4 separate regions of the Sus scrofa genome follow, and all the other regions are linked to region 1. The links are chromatin contacts, called in public promoter capture Hi-C maps. All regions are on one chromosome and are shown on one strand. The core of a region is the stretch at or near the end of the contact, and the rest is flanking DNA. Distances in the headings are between cores, read along the strand shown. Region 1 holds the start of HIVEP1 (zinc finger protein 40). Region 2 holds the start of TMEM170B (transmembrane protein 170B). Region 3 overlaps LOC110261703 (a long non-coding RNA gene). Region 4 has its middle 77 kb from the start of ADTRP.

Evidence for each region. Promoter capture Hi-C pulls out the DNA fragments that hold promoters and counts their contacts.
Region 2: a contact with region 1 is called in a promoter capture Hi-C map of liver, with 3 times the contacts expected there. The contact joins the promoter of TMEM170B here to the promoter of HIVEP1 in region 1. A contact is called at or near these places in 1 of 5 promoter capture datasets (liver) and 1 of 2 datasets of contacts at active chromatin or transcription factors (alveolar macrophages).
Region 3: a contact with region 1 is called in a promoter capture Hi-C map of liver, with 2.5 times the contacts expected there. The contact joins the enhancer-like site here to the promoter of HIVEP1 in region 1. A contact is called at or near these places in 1 of 5 promoter capture datasets (liver), 3 of 47 Hi-C or Micro-C datasets (embryonic fibroblasts, epiblast stem cells and heart right ventricle) and 2 of 2 datasets of contacts at active chromatin or transcription factors (alveolar macrophages and skeletal muscle).
Region 4: a contact with region 1 is called in a promoter capture Hi-C map of liver, with 10 times the contacts expected there. The contact joins the enhancer-like site here to the promoter of HIVEP1 in region 1. A contact is called at or near these places in 3 of 5 promoter capture datasets (fetal skeletal muscle, liver and skeletal muscle), 8 of 47 Hi-C or Micro-C datasets (embryonic fibroblasts, fetal heart ventricle, fibroblasts and 3 more) and 2 of 2 datasets of contacts at active chromatin or transcription factors (alveolar macrophages and skeletal muscle).

The regions. Positions count from the first base shown.
Region 1 is chr7:8,513,967-8,518,373 of Sscrofa11.1, forward strand. It overlaps HIVEP1 (zinc finger protein 40), which reads left to right and starts at 1,890. Exons shown (of 8, transcript XM_013987651.2): 1 at 1,890-2,030.
Region 2 is chr7:8,091,800-8,096,206 of Sscrofa11.1, forward strand. It overlaps TMEM170B (transmembrane protein 170B), which reads left to right and starts at 2,554. Exons shown (of 3, transcript XM_003482132.4): 1 at 2,554-2,738. The coding sequence starts at 2,642. It overlaps NEDD9 (enhancer of filamentation 1), which reads right to left and starts at 1,754. Exons shown (of 9, transcript XM_021100184.1): 1 at 1,578-1,754.
Region 3 is chr7:8,148,475-8,152,881 of Sscrofa11.1, forward strand. It overlaps LOC110261703 (a long non-coding RNA gene), which reads right to left. Exons shown (of 3, transcript XR_002346166.1): 2 at 1,514-1,658; 3 at 734-1,352. Among named protein-coding and RNA genes, the nearest start is that of MIR7136, 15 kb to the left of the region's middle. Within about 2 kb of position 2,422, at least 32 of the 83 cell types and tissues checked have an H3K27ac peak or open chromatin away from gene starts, as enhancers often do. A contact at or near this core is called in liver and skeletal muscle, where this site is marked.
Region 4 is chr7:8,234,256-8,238,662 of Sscrofa11.1, forward strand. No RefSeq gene overlaps it. Among named protein-coding and RNA genes, the nearest start is that of ADTRP, 77 kb to the right of the region's middle. Within about 2 kb of position 2,501, at least 11 of the 83 cell types and tissues checked have an H3K27ac peak or open chromatin away from gene starts, as enhancers often do. A contact at or near this core is called in fetal skeletal muscle, liver and skeletal muscle, where this site is marked.

The DNA.
Region 1 (4,407 bases), core at 640-3,139:
CTACACCACAGCTTGTGGCAATGCCAGATCCTTAACCCACTGATCAAGGCCAGGGATGGAACCCGAAACCTCATGCTTCCTAGTTGGATTCGTTAACCACCGAGCCACAACGGGAGCTCCCCTGTTTTTCGTCTTTTTTAGGGCCGCACCCATGGCATATGGAGGTTCCCAGGATAGGGGTCCAATTGAAGCTGTAGCTGCAGGCCTACACCACAGCCCCAGCAATGCCAGATCTGAGCCGCATCTGCAACCTACACCACAGCTCATGGCAATGCCGAATGCTTAACCCATTGAGCAAAGCCAGGGATCGAACCCACGTCCTCATGGATACTAGCTGGATTCATTAACTACTGAGCCAGGACGGGAACTCCAACACTACTGTAAATCAAGGAGGATATGTACTATTTCTATTCCTGCTGATACAAATACTACTATTACTGCTACTGCCAATAAAAATACTATTGTGCCAGATCCTAAGTCCATCAGTAATAATAGTTTTTCTTAAAAAGATTATTCTCAGTCCAGATGTCTCCAAATGACATGCAGTATCATGTCTTAATTCCTTCCTAAAGATGCCCAGGGAGGCTTTTCCCTGCCCATTCTGTCTTTGCAGCTCACGAGAAGAGACCCCCTTCTTCCTGTTAGGGCAGGTGAAGGCCTCTCATCTGGAAATAGCTCTGCATGGCCTTCGCTCCCTCGCACATGCTCCTGCTTTGGACGCTACATTTGCACGGCCACCCCTCCTTTTTCACATTTACTTTGACTTTCTGTCCTAGCCAGAAAAACCATCACACGCACGGTTCACTTGCTCTCACCTTCAAGCCACTTCCCTTGCCTGGAATGCTGTTCTCATACAATTGCCAAATCCTGAACTTTTTCTCCCTCAAAATCCTGCTGAGAACTCACCGTGGGGATGGATGGAACTTTCTGTGATAATCCTGCCCTCCACCCAATCCAGAAAGCTCTCAGCAATCACGTAAATAACTGTGTATAACTTTAATTGGCTCTGTTTATAAGCCTCCTCTTGTATCTTTTTCCCTCTAGGTATTTTTCCACGTGTTTATTCTGTCTCCATTAATTTGTAAACTCCCAGAGGGCAAGGCCTGAACACAGGTTGGTGTTGGCATAAAATGGATGAACAGTTAGGACCGAATGGCAGCCTCTGCAGTGTTTCTTGATTACGAATCTGACAGTAAAGAAAAGAAATCCTTTTGTTAGTGCTTTGTTTGTGATGGTCCTGAGACTGCTAATCTAATGTAAAAATATATCCGGTTTCTGCTAGTGTCCAGTTAAGGAAGATAAAATCAACAGTTACAAGCTTTCCATAATGGGAGGGGGAGGGTGCGGGAGAGCCTGACCTGTACCAATGGTACATGAAAGGCATGTGATTATGTGAGTTTATTTTCTTCAGTGGTATCTTGTCTTTTCAAGGCTGCAGGTCTATCTTAGAAGAGAAATAATATTTACTTTCAAAACCGAAATCTAAAAACCAAACAAAGCCTCAGAAAACATACAATACCACCCTGTTCTAAGTTTGTGCTGAGTGGAGGGAAAATGAATCTAATTGAGAAGGCTTCTTTTTTTGTGTGTCTAACAGAAAATGCCACAGGGTCCAGCTCTCCAGGATTTCTGGATAGGTGGATTGTTCATTTCAGCCCAGATAACAAAGGGAAGCAGGGCAAACGCTCTTCTCACCGCGGGAGTAAGAAGTGGGAATCCTTCCCCGTGACCACCTGCTTCTCTCTCTTCAAACTAGCAAATAAACTGCCAAATAGCTGTGTATCGTTCTCGGCGCAGAGCCCACGGTATAAACCCAACGTAGGCGGTGCACTAGATAACATCAAAGCCCCAGGCAGGGGCCAGAAAAGGGGGGGGGGCAAAAGCAGCCGAGGGAATGAAGCGCCTCCCCCTAGCATTTCCTCTCACGCCCACTTCCAACCTAGGAGGCTTTTGGTTTCTGCTTTTGTTGTTTTTAAAATTAAAAGTTAAACGCAGGAAGCTTTGGATCAGACTTTTGCGTGGCAGTTCGGGTAAGTTTTCTCTCGGTCGGCTCTTTTGTCTGGCGTCTGGCCGGGGAAGAGCCTGGGCGTGGGGCAGAGCTGGCAGAGCGTGCGGGGCAGGTTTTGTCGCCGGGTCGCCCGAGGAGGAGGGGATTCGGCCGGTGGACGGGGAAGCCCAGCGCGCGCGGAGGGCGGAGGGCGGAGGGGAGGGACGGGCGGCGGCGTGACCCGGAGGCCAGCGGGGAGGAACCTCCGGGATCTCCGCGTGGCGCTGGCGCAGCCGGGCCGGGCGCAGGGCGGAGGGCCGGGGCCGCGGGGCCGCGCCAGGGGGGAGCCCGAGCCGGGCCGGCCGGGCGGCCGCGTGGGAACCGGGGCAGGGGGGCGAGAGGGCAGCGGCGGTGGCGCGGCGCCCGGCGGACGCGGCGGGCCAGCGGGGTCCCCCGACGAACCCCGGCGGAGGACTTGTGTTCTCCCCACACTGTTCTGCCAGACAAATGTGGGACTGCCCTCAGCTGAACCCCACTCCGCAAGGGGGGCTCCGAGAGCGCTCGCACCTCCAGGAGGGGCGCAGCTGGAGGGAAGTGGGGCCCGAGAGGAGCCCCCTCCTTTTTTTTTTTTTTTTTTCCGGAGTATGGTCACCTCCCCCATTGTGCCAGAATTACCATTCCCATTTATCTTTTGATTCAAAAAAAAAAAAAAAAAGGTGTTTCTCCACATTCCGTTTATAGGATACAGTTTGAGAAATTGTATTTAATTTGCCACCAAATAATTAAGCCGAAACTAGCTACTTTATAGTTGAGTTGGATTCCCCTGCATTCTGATAACTAGGGAGTCAGGGCTGTAGGAGGAATTAGGAAAAGAAATTGCATTTAGAAAATTCGGAGTGGGAAACTGTTCGGTATTGTATATGCTTCAAAAAATTAATATTAATTTAATGCTCCAGAAAGTGAAATTGTGAATAGAATATAAGAAAAGAGTCCTATAGCAAATTAAAATGACGACATTAATCTATTACAACTCCAGATTGCATGTTTAATTTGTTAGAAAGTTCCCAGCAATGCCAAATTCCATTTAAACCTTGTGTTCACGCTAAATATTTGTTATGGTCAACAACTATTGGGTTAAAAATATGGTAATTTTGACTTAGCAGGTGACACAAAGTAGAATCAATATTCGTCTTTATCCTCTGAGAAATTAGGTATACTTTCGCACTTAAAGAGATGTTTGTGTTTCTTTTAACACAAACTGCGAAGTGTACGTACTTTTTATAGTTGCCATTTAATTTCATAAAAGAGGTGATTTTATGACATCGAAAATTTAAAGAGTGCATTATTTCATGGCAATGTTGGAAGCATAGTTTGCCAAACATTATTGCAAATTTAGGCAGTTGTTGGCTGCTCTTTGCTCTTATGGCCAAATCCAGTTTTTGATGGGCATATTCCCCCCTTTACATGACATTATTTTTGGTTACAAGCTCGCTTTTATTGAGTATTCCATTTTTAATCATTGGCATACTGGTGCAGTTAAGCTTTTCTTAGCTCAAATGAGCTAGAGGTAGGATTTCCTCAGGGGAATTTTAGGGGTCAACCCTAGCAGGAAAAACCTAGATGTCTTTATGGAAGCCCCGAGGAACAAAACAATTCAAGTTTGCACAGATGGTCGGCAGAGTGGGTGTACGGTCGTTTAGCATTTTTATTCCTTAAAAGGGTAAAGCAGTTTGGGTTTATCTGAGAATTTTTTCTGCATCAAATTTTTGTTTCACCTTATTCCTCTCGAGTTTAGCGCGGCTCCTTAAACCAAGTATCTGTGCCTGCTTCCTTAGGGGTCCATGTGGGATTTCTGAGCCCCACATTTCTGTTCTTTTGGTCTAACCCCGAAAACTTGCAACAGTACCCTGGTCCAGCCCCTCCCAATTTCTTTTCCATCGGTTTCCAACTCCTTGCTTCCTCTATTGCTTTCTAGCAGCCGGGGTCAAACTCTGGGTTATGGTAACTACTCCCTCTTCCCCCTTTCTCTCCTCCCTAGCCTCCCCGGGGCCAGGTCGGCTGCCTAGCCCTGCAACCCCTTTCCTGACCCCAGAGACCCCTCTCCTCCCTGCCCCAAGCTGTCAGGCGGACAGGCAGGGGTTAACCGCGCTCGCAGCTCCGGCTCTGGGAACCACCAGCAGGCATTGGAGCGGCCTCTGGAATAACCTTGGCTTTCCTCAATCTTTTAATAGAACATCCGCCACCAAAAAGTGGTTTCAGTTCAGGGTTAATGATATGTCCCCTTCCACCCGTCAACCCGACACCCCGCCCCCCTCTCGGTTTTTTATAAAGTTGTTTTTCAAAGTTAATGAGTTTCAAGTTTCACAATGACTTTCGCCTTCCCTCCACGCGTTGCTGAGGAAACCCCCTTGGGGTCCCCC
Region 2 (4,407 bases), core at 1,304-3,803, 420 kb before region 1:
TGGGGTTGACTGTGACTTAAGAAGATGATGTGGTTGCTAGAAAGAATTAATAAGACTAGGAATTCAGAAACTGGGCTCTGAAGTGGTGTCACCTCTGTCACATCACTAAATTCCCCAGAATCTGTTTCCCCCCCCATCTGTAAAATACTATGAAGTAGAAAAACAGTAAAGCCTCTTCTAAGTCCGATATTTTACAATCTTAAATTAAGATCTGATTAGTTCTAAATCCTCAGAAGAACATAAACACCACCACATTTCGAGTTTTGGCTCCGTTCCTATGAATGATGCAAAATTTCCCTTTTTCTCTTGTGCTGTGACATCAAACAGACAATACATGTGCCAATGAAAAAAACATCTCTTGCCATCTGGTTCTGTAAGAAACGAAATCACCAGCCACCGCAGCCGCTGACCTTCCACACGCCCTGCAAGAAGTTCTGGGTGGAGATAAGGAATGAGGCACTCTGTCCTTTGGGAATAAACTGGCAGAACAGGCCCTCGGATAGTTAGATATTTTTAGGAGATTTTATGACCCTCCCCCCCAGCCTCTTGCATCTTCCATCTAGAAAAGCACTAAAATAATTAACAAAGACAGCTGCTCCTCCTGACCAGCAGCAATCTTGTGACCAAGCAGTAACCCTCTGCCCAAACATGCGCCTGAGCCCATGCAGCCCCTCCAGCAAAATCACAGAGATGCTGGCCTCCCCCCTCACCTCTTGGGAGCAGTTCCTCAGAGCCATCCCAGAGGCTGCCTCCCGGGCTCTAGTCCTCCTTTTTGCCCCTAATAAAACTTAACTCAGGACACTTCCACTGCACGTTTTTTTTTTTTCAGTCGACACATACATACATATGTAAATACACACATGTATAAATGCGTATATATAATTCTTTTTAAAGTCGTCGCCAAGAACACCGTTTTACAAGTGATTCAACCCTTCTACGTTTTGCCAAATGTAGCTGATGATTTCGCTACAGCAGGAACTTCAGCACCCTTTGTAGACTTTCTTTTCAGATGGTAAAGGGATTGAAAAAGGACGGGGGTGAGGGGCGGGGGCTGACCAGTGCATATTTTGTTATTACCAGGACTTGCAGTCTTATTTTTTTAAGATAAAAGGTTCCAAATGTCAAGGAGTTGCAGTATTTTGGACAGCTCGTCGGGCTAACGGTGGACATGAAGAAAGGGAGCAAAAACCATGGGACGAGACCTAGTTTACGTTGGAGGGAGGAAAAGAAATAACGGAGACTTTTACATTTTGATAAAAAGAGACAGACCCGGGATGGCACTGGGGTGTAGGACACCTGCCCAGCCGTGTGTCTACAGGTAATTTCAGATGCTGGAACCACTCGAGGCCCAAGTTCCTGGTGTGGGAAGGACTGGACGAAGGATGGACCTGGTCTGTTTCTGTTAATGGCTTTCACAAGTAGTGACCTATCCTACCCAGGGCTCCTGACTCAAAAAAAAAAAAAAAAAAAAAAAAAAAAACCCAAAACAAAACCCGAAAAAACCTCAACAGCTCGCAAACTGATAAGCCTAAAACGTTGGGTTTAAATTTCACTTTCGAAAAAAGTTGTACTCAAACCTCTTTATCCAAAGGATTTCGTTCGGAGCCAAAGATGCGAACTGTCACAGAAACCAGCTGACGGACTTTGCTAACTCGTTGCGTCAGGGCTGCCGCTCAGCCTGGAGTTTCAGCAGCGCGCAGCACGGGCGCACCCAGCGCTCCCAGCGCTCCCAGGGCGCGCGCCCGGGGCTGGGGGCGGGGCAGGAGGGAGGGCGTGGAGGTGGTTCCCTTGGAGCACCCAATCAGCAGCGAGGCCCGGCGGTGGCGCTAGTGACGTAGGCCGAGCTTCCCTCCGCCCCACTGCGGGCCGACGCTCGGCACCAGCAGCCACGCGAGCTCGCGCGCGCCAGGACGGGGAGGAGGAGGGGGAGGAGGAGGGCTCTGAAGCCGGCCGGCTGTCGGAGGGCGACGGGTCGCGGGAGGGGAAGGGGGAGAGTGAGCATGCGCAGCGGCCCCGGGGAGGGAGGGGGAAGTGGGGGCCCGTGCGCGCGCGCACGAGCGGCCCGCTGGCGGCCGCGGGTGGAGGGGGCGGTTCCTCGAGTGTCGGCGGTCGGAGGGTGGGCAGGCTGGCGGCAGGTGCCCCCGCGGCCGCCGCCGCCGCCGCCGCAGTCTTCTCGGAGTCCCGGATCTTCTCTTGCTCTGGTGGTGATGAGCGGGGCTCCATCGGGGGCTGCACCTGCCGACTGCCCATCACCCCGGGCCTCCCGGCGTGACCTCGGCCTCTTCACCAGACTGGCCCCCGCGGCGCCGTGCTGCCCCTGAGAGGGAGCGACAGCGGCCTCCACCGCCCCGAGTCCTCGCTCGGAGGCCGCGCCGGGAGAGCGCCCGGCCCCCTCCCCTCCCCCGTCCGCCGTCCTCAATGTCTCCCCGGCGGGGAGGGGGCTGCCTGGGAGACGCGCTGAGCGACCCCCCTCCGGAGGCCCATCGGCGGCAGCAGCAGCGCCCAGCCCGGAGCCCCGAAGCCTCCCCCGGCGGCGGCGGCCTGGAGGAGCCGCGCACACGCCGCCGCCCCCGTAGCCTCGCAGCCGCCGCCGCCGCCGCCCGGTGCCCGAGGAGAGGGCGGCGGGCGCCCTTCGGGGAAGATGAAGGCGGAGGGGGGCGACCACTCCATGATCAACCTGTCGGTGCAGCAGGTCCTGAGCCTCTGGGCCCACGGGACGGTGCTGAGGAACCTCACGGGTAATTGATGCGCCCGGGATGGGGACCGGGATGCGGTGCCGCCCCTCGCCTCTGTTCTCCCTCCGGTGGAGGGGAAGTGCTCCTCGCCGCCCCACCCCCGTGAGCTCGCTAGGCAGTTCGCGGTGCCGACCCCTGGCGAGGATGTTGTTAATTGGATCCGGCTGTTCCGGGGGCGCCAACCAGGGTCCCCCTTTCCCCCCCGGAGGCTCTAGAGTTCCCGGGGGAGAATCCACGACGGCCGCCTCCGCTCCCTGCATGGGGAGGGTCCGCGACCCCCATGCCTCCGTAGTACGCACAGAATTGAGTTAGTGCTGAGACTTGAGTACTGTTAGCCTTCAATTATCCCTCCACCCCAACGCACACACCCCACTTCTTGCTCTTTCGATCTTTTTCTGGTTTAGCTCTTTTTCTTTCTGGCAAATTTTAAATCGAATGTAGGACTTAAATTCCCTGCTCACAACGATCAGTTTCCGTCAACTGTTAAAATTTTTTTTTTGATGGTATCAATGACTCATTATAGTAGGTCACAGGCTGGACCCAGGTCTAGTGCATTCTGAGCACTTTTTGCTTTAACCATGTATCTCCCCCCTCTCCTCTTTCCTTTTGTCTGTCTCTCTCCCTCTGGCCTCTAAGCCGCTGCTTCTGTGACATTTGATAATTTTGTGTATTCCTCTTCATATGTCAAGGCTATCAGGAGGAAATTAGACTTAACTACATTATAATAATTAGCGTCATTTTCTAGTTGTAGAAGTGAGCAATAATACTCATACCTTTTAATCAAATTTGTAGGTCCGCTTTGTGAAGAAATTTCTGGTTTGATTCATGCAGAGATTCTTGTATTATGCTTAGATTATCCAGAGTTCTGAATTTAAAAAATACTCTCTAAATATTAGTGTCTACAAGAAAGTGATTTCAATTGAAATTTGATGACTTCTCAGTGCCTGCTTCTCAGTGAAAAACAAACAAAAAACCTAAAACCTTAAAAAGACGTATAGGACAGCAAATTTTGATAGAACTTTAGTATTTCAAAATGCATTATGTCAAACTGGTTAAGACTATGAAGTGTATTTTACAAGCATAATCTATCTTGATAGGATATGACATATTATAAATTCTGGTATTATATGAAATTCAGATATTCATAGAGGAAAACTGGGGAGATTATGTACCACCAAGTTGACTTTAAAGATGCTGGTTGCCTTGGATGTGGAAACTATGAAATTAACTTGGATTCTGCACTGATTTATGGTATCCTCACTTTTAATCCGTGGTTATTTAACTTGGAGCAAACCTGACCTTACAGGAGGGTTGCAAGTCAGGAACATATTTTTAGTTCTTAAAACCTATATTGACATAAAGACCATTTCATCATTCAGCTGAGTTCTGAGATAGACTCCTTTATCTTACTTATGGCTTTCCTTGTATTCATCCACTGTTAATATTTTAAATGTTGTATCAGTTGTGTTTATTGGAGTAAAATGAAAAATAAGGATTTAAGATTATGCACTTGGATCATTTAGTGACTGTCTTGGCTCATCAGTGGGTCTTTAGAGAAAGTTGGCTTTGTGAAACGTGGGGTAAATGTAAATGTAGCTTACCTCCTAGTCAGACTGAACAGTATTTAAAACACTTGCTTTAAGATTGTAAATCATTGGAGTGGCTTCTAGTT
Region 3 (4,407 bases), core at 1,172-3,671, 360 kb before region 1:
GGCAGCACCCACGGCATATGGAGATTCCCAGGCTTCTAATTGGAGCTGTAGCTGCCGGCCTACACCACAGCCACAGAAACCCCAGATCCGAGCCATGTCTGTGACCTACACCACAGCTCACGGCAATGCGGGATCCTCAACCCACTGAGCGAGTCCAGGGAGCAAACCCGCAACCTCATGGTTCCTAGTCGGATTCATTTCCACTGTGCCATGGCGGGAACTCCCTAGTGTTTGGATTATAATGTAAGTACTCTATGTTAAGCTTTGGATTGCTGAGGCATCATTTCAAAGACATCCATCTCAAAAAACACACTGCCTGCTACCCTTCTAGACCAGAGCCAGCTGTCCCACCCATGAAGTCCCCTTGTAGCAAGCCCTGAGTGACCTCAATAGATGCCCTTTTAACCCCTGCTTCCCCCTCCCTGCACTTGAATTCCCACTCTTACGGTGTAAATTCACCAATCAAGGTTGAACCCAGGAAACCCTTGGCATCCCACCCTCAACCCCAGATCCATGCTCTCCCTCTCCCATTGACCTTTCCGTGTGGCCTCAAGTGTGCTGTGTTCCCTCCAGGACATGTGAGTTTTCAAAATTCCATGACGGTTGTCACTGAGGTGCCCCCTGCAATCATAATAAGAACCGCAAGGCTGGTCCAGCCTCAATATTGGCTTCGATGGGGAGTATCTGTCACAGATATTAACGGGCTCCTGTTAATAGCAGGGGTCCAGGTGGGCGCCCCAGGCATTCTTGGCTGATAGTATTTCTATTGATAGGCTGAGATGACCCAAAGCAGTAGCCCTGAGAGAGAAACCTTTTATTTGCAGTCAGAAATTTAACCCCTGGAGACAGCAACAACCAGGATGATTTAAGCTGGCCAGGAAACTGGGAAAGAGGGAAGGGAGATGGGGGTGGGAGCACGGGCGGCGCAGCATCCGGCACTTCGTTTGCCTTACTGTGTTCAAGGCAGCAAGCATCTTTCACAATCATGCTCTCTAGACCCTGCCTTGCCTTTTAAAATGTCACCATGCCTCTGTAAAAGGCTCTGTGGAGGAATAACAGCGCAAACCCCCATTCTTCCTCAGAGCCTAAAGGAGTCCATTTTTATCAGCTTCCAGAAGTTTCCTTTTGGAATCATCTGCTAATAACCCTTATTTTAAAAACTTGGAATGGGTAGCATAACTACAAAGGACTCGTCGGAAGCCAGACAGGACTTCCAGATCCACAAACCACCATCTCCAGGAACCCAGGGCAGAACCTTCGGGGCTCCAATTTGGAGCTTTCCAGTCAAGGATCCACTCCCATTCTTGGTCTGGCTGCCCCGGGGCGGCAGTGGGGGGGGGGGTGCAGGAGCCCTGGGAAAGGAAGAAATCCAGATTGCAACACCACTTGTCCTGCTTCTCCTAATGCCCGCCTTCTTCCCCACTAGAGTTTGGGCACTCCCAGGCACCGTCTGTTCTCATACAAAGGAAAAAATAGATGTGTTGTGAATTCCCTGTGTGCCCGGCTTGGTTACCTGATGTTGAGATGCTTTGTTTTCTTGGATGCCTAGAGCTGTACGCGGTCCCTTCTGGGGCAAATGCTTTGTGTAGACATAAACAGCCAACCAGGCTGCAGGCAAACAACGTGTAGCTGCCTTTTCTTTCTTCGGAGCTACATTCCTGCAGAGATAAATATACAGAAAGAGATTATAAAGGAGGAAGGACAGCGTGTCAGCGTGAGGGCTCTGAGAACAAAAGGGTTATCATGTGCAGAGGCTGAAAACAGAATATAAAGCAATCAGGACCGGGAAGCAGTGGAGGCCTCCTAGGGAATAATCTGCCAAGAAATCCTGAACCTCCCAGGAAAACAAGCCATGGTTAGAATTGGTGTGAAAGCGAAACTTGGAAATCCATGTTGAGGAATGTACTGGATGGAGGGGAAAGAAGCCACGCCTTCCTTCTTTGCTCTGAGCCTGTCACCTTGGCCGTGGGCAAAAGGCCTTCCTGGGAAGCTGCCCCGTTGAATGCAGTGGAGCTGGGCTGGTGAGAGGGTGGGGTAGGCCTTTGACATGAGCCATGCTAATAGTTCAAATAGGAAGATGGTAGCAGGGCTGCATGTATCTAAAACGAGACATAGTATATTAATTTTACACTTCAGACTTTTTAAAAAGCAGATGCTCTCCTCCACTCCCTTGAGCTCTTTGGCAAGCTTGCTAGAACCCCGGGAACCAAGGCAGGGTGTCCCCAGTCCTTATCCTGTAGAGTCTCTGTTTTTTGCAGATCAAACAGCTAATGAAAACCTGTGCAGAAAGGGCAGGGCTAGTTTAGATTGCTTCAGTGGGTAGTTAACCTTGGAAGGAAAGACTCTGCACTTGTGGTCAGCTTCCTCCCCCTGGCAGGCACTTCCATCAGCTTTCCTTCAATTCCAGTACATCTTGTTTACAGGCCACAGGCTGGTTTAAGATCCAGTTGGCCACCAGCCCGGTCAGGACAGAGGCTGCAGCCACTGAACTGCTCTGGGAACTGTCAGCTATGAGTGCAGCCAATGAGGTTAAAAAAAAAAAATTAAGGAAAGGAAGCAGCCTTTTAAGAAACCTCGGCCTTCTGATTAGAGTAAGAATTAAGCCATTAATTCTAACTTTTCGAAACAAAAGCCCTTGCAGCTAGAGACCCAAGCTCAGTACCTCAGTCAGTTGCCAGGGTTGCATGCAAAGATCAGTTTAAACAGCTGTCATCCACCTGCCTCCACTTAAAGGGCATTTTCAAGGTGGAAAGTGCCCCCAACCAGAAGTGGGACTGCCCCATTCTGAGTTTGCCTTGAAAGCCAGAAATGACCCTCCTCCTCAAATTCAATTCCCAGTTGAATTCCAAGCTATCTCTGCCTATAAATAGATTTGTAATGACTTTGTTGCTGTTGGTGGGATGGTGATTTATGATTTAATTAAGAATAGTCCTCATTCTTAACAAGATTACCGTCTTAAAGACACAAAATATAGAGCATGTTCCACGTAACCCAGTGATGACAAAAGAGGCTCTTCCATGCATTTTTGTAGCTTGAAATGAACCCACATCCACAGCCTACGGAAGTATATTTTAGAGAACCCGAAGGTAGTTTAAGGGTCTTGCTGACCTCATTAAAAGACACAACTTATGGAACTGAAAGAAGAGGGACTAGATAAGAGGGACTTGCATCAATTATGGGCTGGGCAGGTAGACGAAAAGGATAGATATTTCATAAAGTGATGGAATTAAGGTCTCAGCCCCAAAGGCTCCCTGTCTTACTCCTCATGGACCCAATCTCATGGCCTGGCTCCAGCTCTTGAGCCCTGTGGCTCCCCAAGGCCTCCATTCCTACATCACTATGGAGGGAGCTGCAAAATGCAGTGTTGGTCTTGGAGATAATCTGATGCTGCCAGGAAAAGGCTTGCTAAAAGCTCTGCAGAATTAACATGCATCTGGTAGAAACCAGTGCAAGCGAGCAGAGCTAAGCCAGCCCTCCCCCAGCCCTTTCCCCAGGCCGTTCGGCTTTGACCTCAACCTCACCCTCTTCTGTCTTTCCTTAATTCGAGTCCAGAGTCCCTTTCACACCAGTTGTGCTGCCAGCACTGTCAAGAGGCCTGATGCAGCGTGAATTCCTGCCCAGGGATGGATGGAGAGACTCATGGAATCTCAGAAAAAGAGAGCACAGGAAGCTTATAAAGAGTTTTTCTGTGTAGCTTGTGTCCTAAAAGCAGGGACTCTGGAAACCGGTCCCTCCAGATAACTGGCTTCAAAGACATCTGAGGGTGGGGACCCCACAGGCCTGGGGGCTCATGTCTGTGTTTTGTTCCAGGTGGTGTGAGATTCTTCTATTAGTCCTATTAATATCTATCCTGTTTTTTCTACACCCACTCTGACACCTCTCTTGTCACATCTTAATCACATGCCTGTGAGTTTGACGTCCATTCTCCAGAGAGTACCCTCCTCCACCCCAATACCTCTCCAGCCTTCCATTTAGATCCACATTGACCAGAAGGGTTTGTTGGTTCTGTGTAAATACCTGATGCTTTTGAATTTTGGAGATGAGGCCGATGTAGTCATTCATTCAAAAATTAATTTTAAGGGTCTCATGTATGCCAGTCACTATTCTGTGTACTTGGGATACATAAAGAAACAACAACAAAAATTGTTGCTTTGAAAGCTTACATTGTAAGGAAGGGAAGGGAGTGTGGGGGACAGATGGTAAACAATAAACGATAAACTGCACGGCACATTAGAAGTTATAAATACCAGAGGAAAAAACAGAGCAGGTAAAGGGACATCTGGTGTGCAGGTGGCGTGGGGAAGAAAAGATTGTAATCAAATGTTCAAGTATTTCTTTACTGAATGAGTAGGAAAAATAACAAACAGTTTTTCTGTTCCTTCCTGTGAAGAAGTGGTCCTGCCCATA
Region 4 (4,407 bases), core at 1,251-3,750, 280 kb before region 1:
TCCTTGACTGGGTGATGTGAGATTTCGGAGACTCTTGAATGAAGAGAGAGAGAATTTGTCAAACGGAAGCTGAGGGCTTATTATAGTCTTATGAGTCATAGGGACTGCAGACAAGGGTGAGTGAATGAGGGGCAGGGATGGAGCAGAGCCTGGAAACGGTGTGATACAGACAGAAAGGGAGGAAGTGAAGCCAGGGAAGAGGAAAGGTTAGGGGAGTGTGTTAGCCTGGATTCTCCAGAGAAATTGAAGCAGAACCAATTATGTATCTGTGTGTACGGAGGTGGCAGGGGGGTAGGTTCATGGAATTGGCTCACATCATTGTAGAGGTTGGCAAGTCCAAAGTCTTCAGGGTGGGCTGGCCGGCTGGAGACCCAGAAGGCAATGCTGTAGTTCAGACCCAAAGGCTGACTGTTGTCAGAGTTTCCGCAGGACCTTCTGCTGTGTTCTGGCAGTCTGAGCTCTTGCACCACTAGGGAGCTGTGCTAAGATCCTTAGATAGATGGGAGAAAGCCCAACCAGAAAGCTCTGGAGAGGACCAAGAATCATCCTCAGAGCCTGGCCCACACTCTGCCTCCATGTCACCTCCAACACTGAGTGTGAAGGGAGCAGACAGTCAATTATGCCCCTAGATCTGCTGAGTGCTAGGATGGTAGTGTTCCAGAAGGCAGCTAGGATGGAAGGCGGTGGCTGTCCCAGGTGCTGTTTTAAACAAGCTAAATGTATTATATTCAATCAGAACTGCTGCTGCCATTTCCACATAATATTCAAGCAGAATTCCCATATATCAGTGCTCCAACTTTGGCAGCATATTGGAATGACCTAGAAGTGCTTTTAAAACTCCTAATGCCTCATCCATAGCCTGGAACAATTCAGTCTCTCTTGAGGAGGGATTGGGCATAAACATTTTCATAAGCTCCCCAGGTGACTCTAAATGTGCAGGCAAGGCTGAATAGCTCTGCTGTGTTCAGCTCCAGCAGCTCTTTATACTATGGTGGACCCTTGAGCAACACAGATCTGAACTGCATGGATTCTTTTGTAGTAAGTACGACAGTACTACATGATCTGCTATTGGTTGCATCTGTGGATGTGAGCACAGAAGAACCTTGGATATGGAGGGCTGACTATAAATGGTACACAGATTTTCTACTGTGTGGAGGATGGGTGCCCCTAAGCCCTGTTCAAGGATCAGCTGTATTTCCTTCCCCATCTCCCCAACATGAGGCTCCTTGCTTACCTCCAGTGTTCATTTAACCCACTTCTGTGGCCACTGGAATTGCTAGGACTCTAGAAAGTGGGTTTTCCACAACAATGTGAGTTCCTTGGGGCCCCACACTTTCTCACATTGTATCAAAGGTTTTAAAATGAAATTGTTTAACATTTTGACCTTGAGGAGACATCATACAGGGGACAGAAACAAATTGGTAGAAGTTACATGGTGTAAAGAAAAGGGAGTATCTGAGCTGACCAGACTGGGCTGGGGCTCCATTTTTCTGGGGTAGTTTTTCCTTGGGCAGAGTCATCAACCTCACTAAGCCTGTTCTTTATCCTTAACATTGGGATGATAATGTCTGCCTTTCAGACAGGGAAGAGCTAGAGATAATGGATAGCAAATGGCCATCTTTGCTGGAAGCTCAATAGACGGTATGAACTATCGGTAACTGCTTGACTTAAGACAGACAAGAGAGGAATTAAAAGCCACAATTTTATATCCAGTGGCCTGTGACCCTCAGTCCCCTCATTTGTAAAATGGGGATAATGTATTGGGTTGAATAGCATCCTGCCAATATTACTGTCCACTTGCCACCCCAGTGTGACCTTATTAGAAAATAGGGTCTTTGCAAATGTGATTAGTTAAGGATATCAAAATGGAATCATCCTGAACTTAGAGTGGGCCCTAAAACCAATGACTGGTGTCTTGATGTGAGAAGGGAGAGGGGAATATAGGGACATGCAAACCAGAATCCGTATGAAGATGGAAGCAGAGACTGGAGGGATCGGGTAAGGATTACCCAAAACCCTCAGAAGGAGGGGTTCTTCCCTACAGGCTTCAAAGGATGCTGACACCTTGCTTTCAGACCACTAGCCTCCAGAACTGTCAGAGGATAAACTTCTGTTGTTTTTAATCCACCTAGTTTGTGGTCTTTTGTTATGGTAGCCCCAGGAAACCAATTCAGATAGTAATATAGTAGTTCTGGGTTATTGCATCATAAGTGAATTTATATTGTAAGTATAATTAAATTTAGAAATGGTAAAGTTTTAGCTAAGTGTTAATTAGGATTATTTAGATAGTGGATAAATAGCCTCATCTGATGATGATCTGTGTTAGGAGCCAAGGCCTCTGGTACTTGGAGGGTCTTTCAAGGGTGACTGTGTGAGAGATAAAGTGAAATGACAAGTGTGGCATGTAGAAAGGGACAGGATGAGAGTCAGTAAGGTGATAAGTCACAATCAAAGAGCTGCCTGCCCTGAGCAGCTCCACCCACCAACCAGAGAAAAAGGGCTGGCTGCCCTTTGATCTCAAGCGCACAAGTACAGTGCCATGTGACACACATAAACACATGCACACATAAATAGCTGAGAGCTTTGCTGGCTCCCATTCTTGGACACCCGCCCCTGAAGTTGCGCTTTCTTTCAGTCTGTCCCAATGAGCAGCCATAGAACCAAGATTCATGTGCACATGACATTTTCATTAAATCCACTACAATGTACAGCAAAATCTCCCTTTTCATTGTTGATCCAGTCGTATAAGCAACCCCTGTATTCCATGCCTAGGGTCTAAGATGGCTCCCAGGTGGGGCGGAAAGAGGTTCATCTTTAAGCTAGAAGGATAGTCTGCAACAGGTCTTTTCTTTCCCTTGATGTGGGGCTTACTTAGAAATCTACATTGCTGAGCAGGGGGACTATGACTGAATTGGTTGCAGACAGATCTCTTGGTTTCTTCTTCTTAGTTTGGTGATGTGAGGGCACTAAAAGGTCATGATGGCAGGAAGTCTAGCAGAGGAAAATACAGGCAGTGCCAATGCAATTTATTTTACAGTAGAATTTTATTGAACCCCATGATTTTAAAAACTGGTAAAGTTGAATTAATGCATGTACATAAAATATCAACATGAGTGCATTTTAGAATTTAGTTAGAAAAATTTTCAATGAAATAAAACATGCCTAGATTGAGAGTTTTCAGACTCCTGTACCAGATTCCTGGCAAGGTAGAAGTCATATAGTATTTGTTTTCCCAACTCTACATCATCTAACTTCATAATTTGAATCTTAATAAAATTAAGTGTTGAGTGAAAACAAATCCCAAAAGTGTAACCAAATATATTGGCTCAGGCCAGGCTTAAGCCTCAGCAGAAGGTCTTATAAGCTCTTGTAGTGGAAGCATTTTTTCTCTTCTTCCTGTCACACCTCAGAGGAGCCGAGTCTGAGCACAGCAGTTGCTAACAGAATGAAAGATAAAAAGATGCAAGCGGCCTGAGGGATGGCCATCATCCCTGTCCTCAGGCCATGGCATGCATGTGGCCAGGGCCATACACATGGTAGGCACTTTACTTATTCAGTGAATGAATGAATCCTACAGTACAGTAGGATGCAGTGTTGTGCAGCTTATAGATTGTTGCCCTGAGGTTGGATTGAGAAATCAATTTGATGGTCACAATATCTTTCAAATAATAGGATAGAAAATAAAGTAGTCTATCACACATGTTAGAAGTATGGAGTTCCCATCGTGGCACAGTGGAAACAAATCCGCCTAGGAATCATGAGGTTGCGGGCTTGATCCCTGGCCTCACTCAGTGGGTTACGGATCTGGCGTGGCCGTGAGCTGTGGTATAGGTTGCAGACTTGGCTTGGATCCTGCATTGCTGTAGCTGTGGTGTAGGTCAGCAGCTGTAGCTCCAATTAGACCCCTAGCCTGGGAGCCTCCATATGCCGCTGGTGCAGCCCTAGAAAAGCAAAAAAAACCCAAAAAACAAAAAACCAAAGTGTGTGTGTGTGTGTGTGCTGTGTCTGTATGTGTGTATATATGTTTACTAGGCCATGATGTAAAATAAATTCCAAAGGCATCAATCAGGAAATAATAAAAACCGCTGATGGAGTGTTGGTGCATTTGGGTTGGATTAATCTGACTTTGAATTCTGATACCATCATGAGACATTAAGGATGTTACCTAAATCTGTCTGAGGCTCGTGTATTTAAGGTCCACTGTACATCATGCACTTGCCATGTGTGGAGGATACAGTGGTGAATAAGATGCACCCTTGCCCTCAAAAAACCACACAGTCTGCCCTCAAAAAGTGTCAGTCTCTAGTCAACACTTCAGGGTCTTTGGGATTGGTTGATGAGATGTTTGGGTGAAAAGTAATTTGGGGGAAGTTCAGTCCTGCTGAAGTTCTTTAGGAGCCGGTGGAA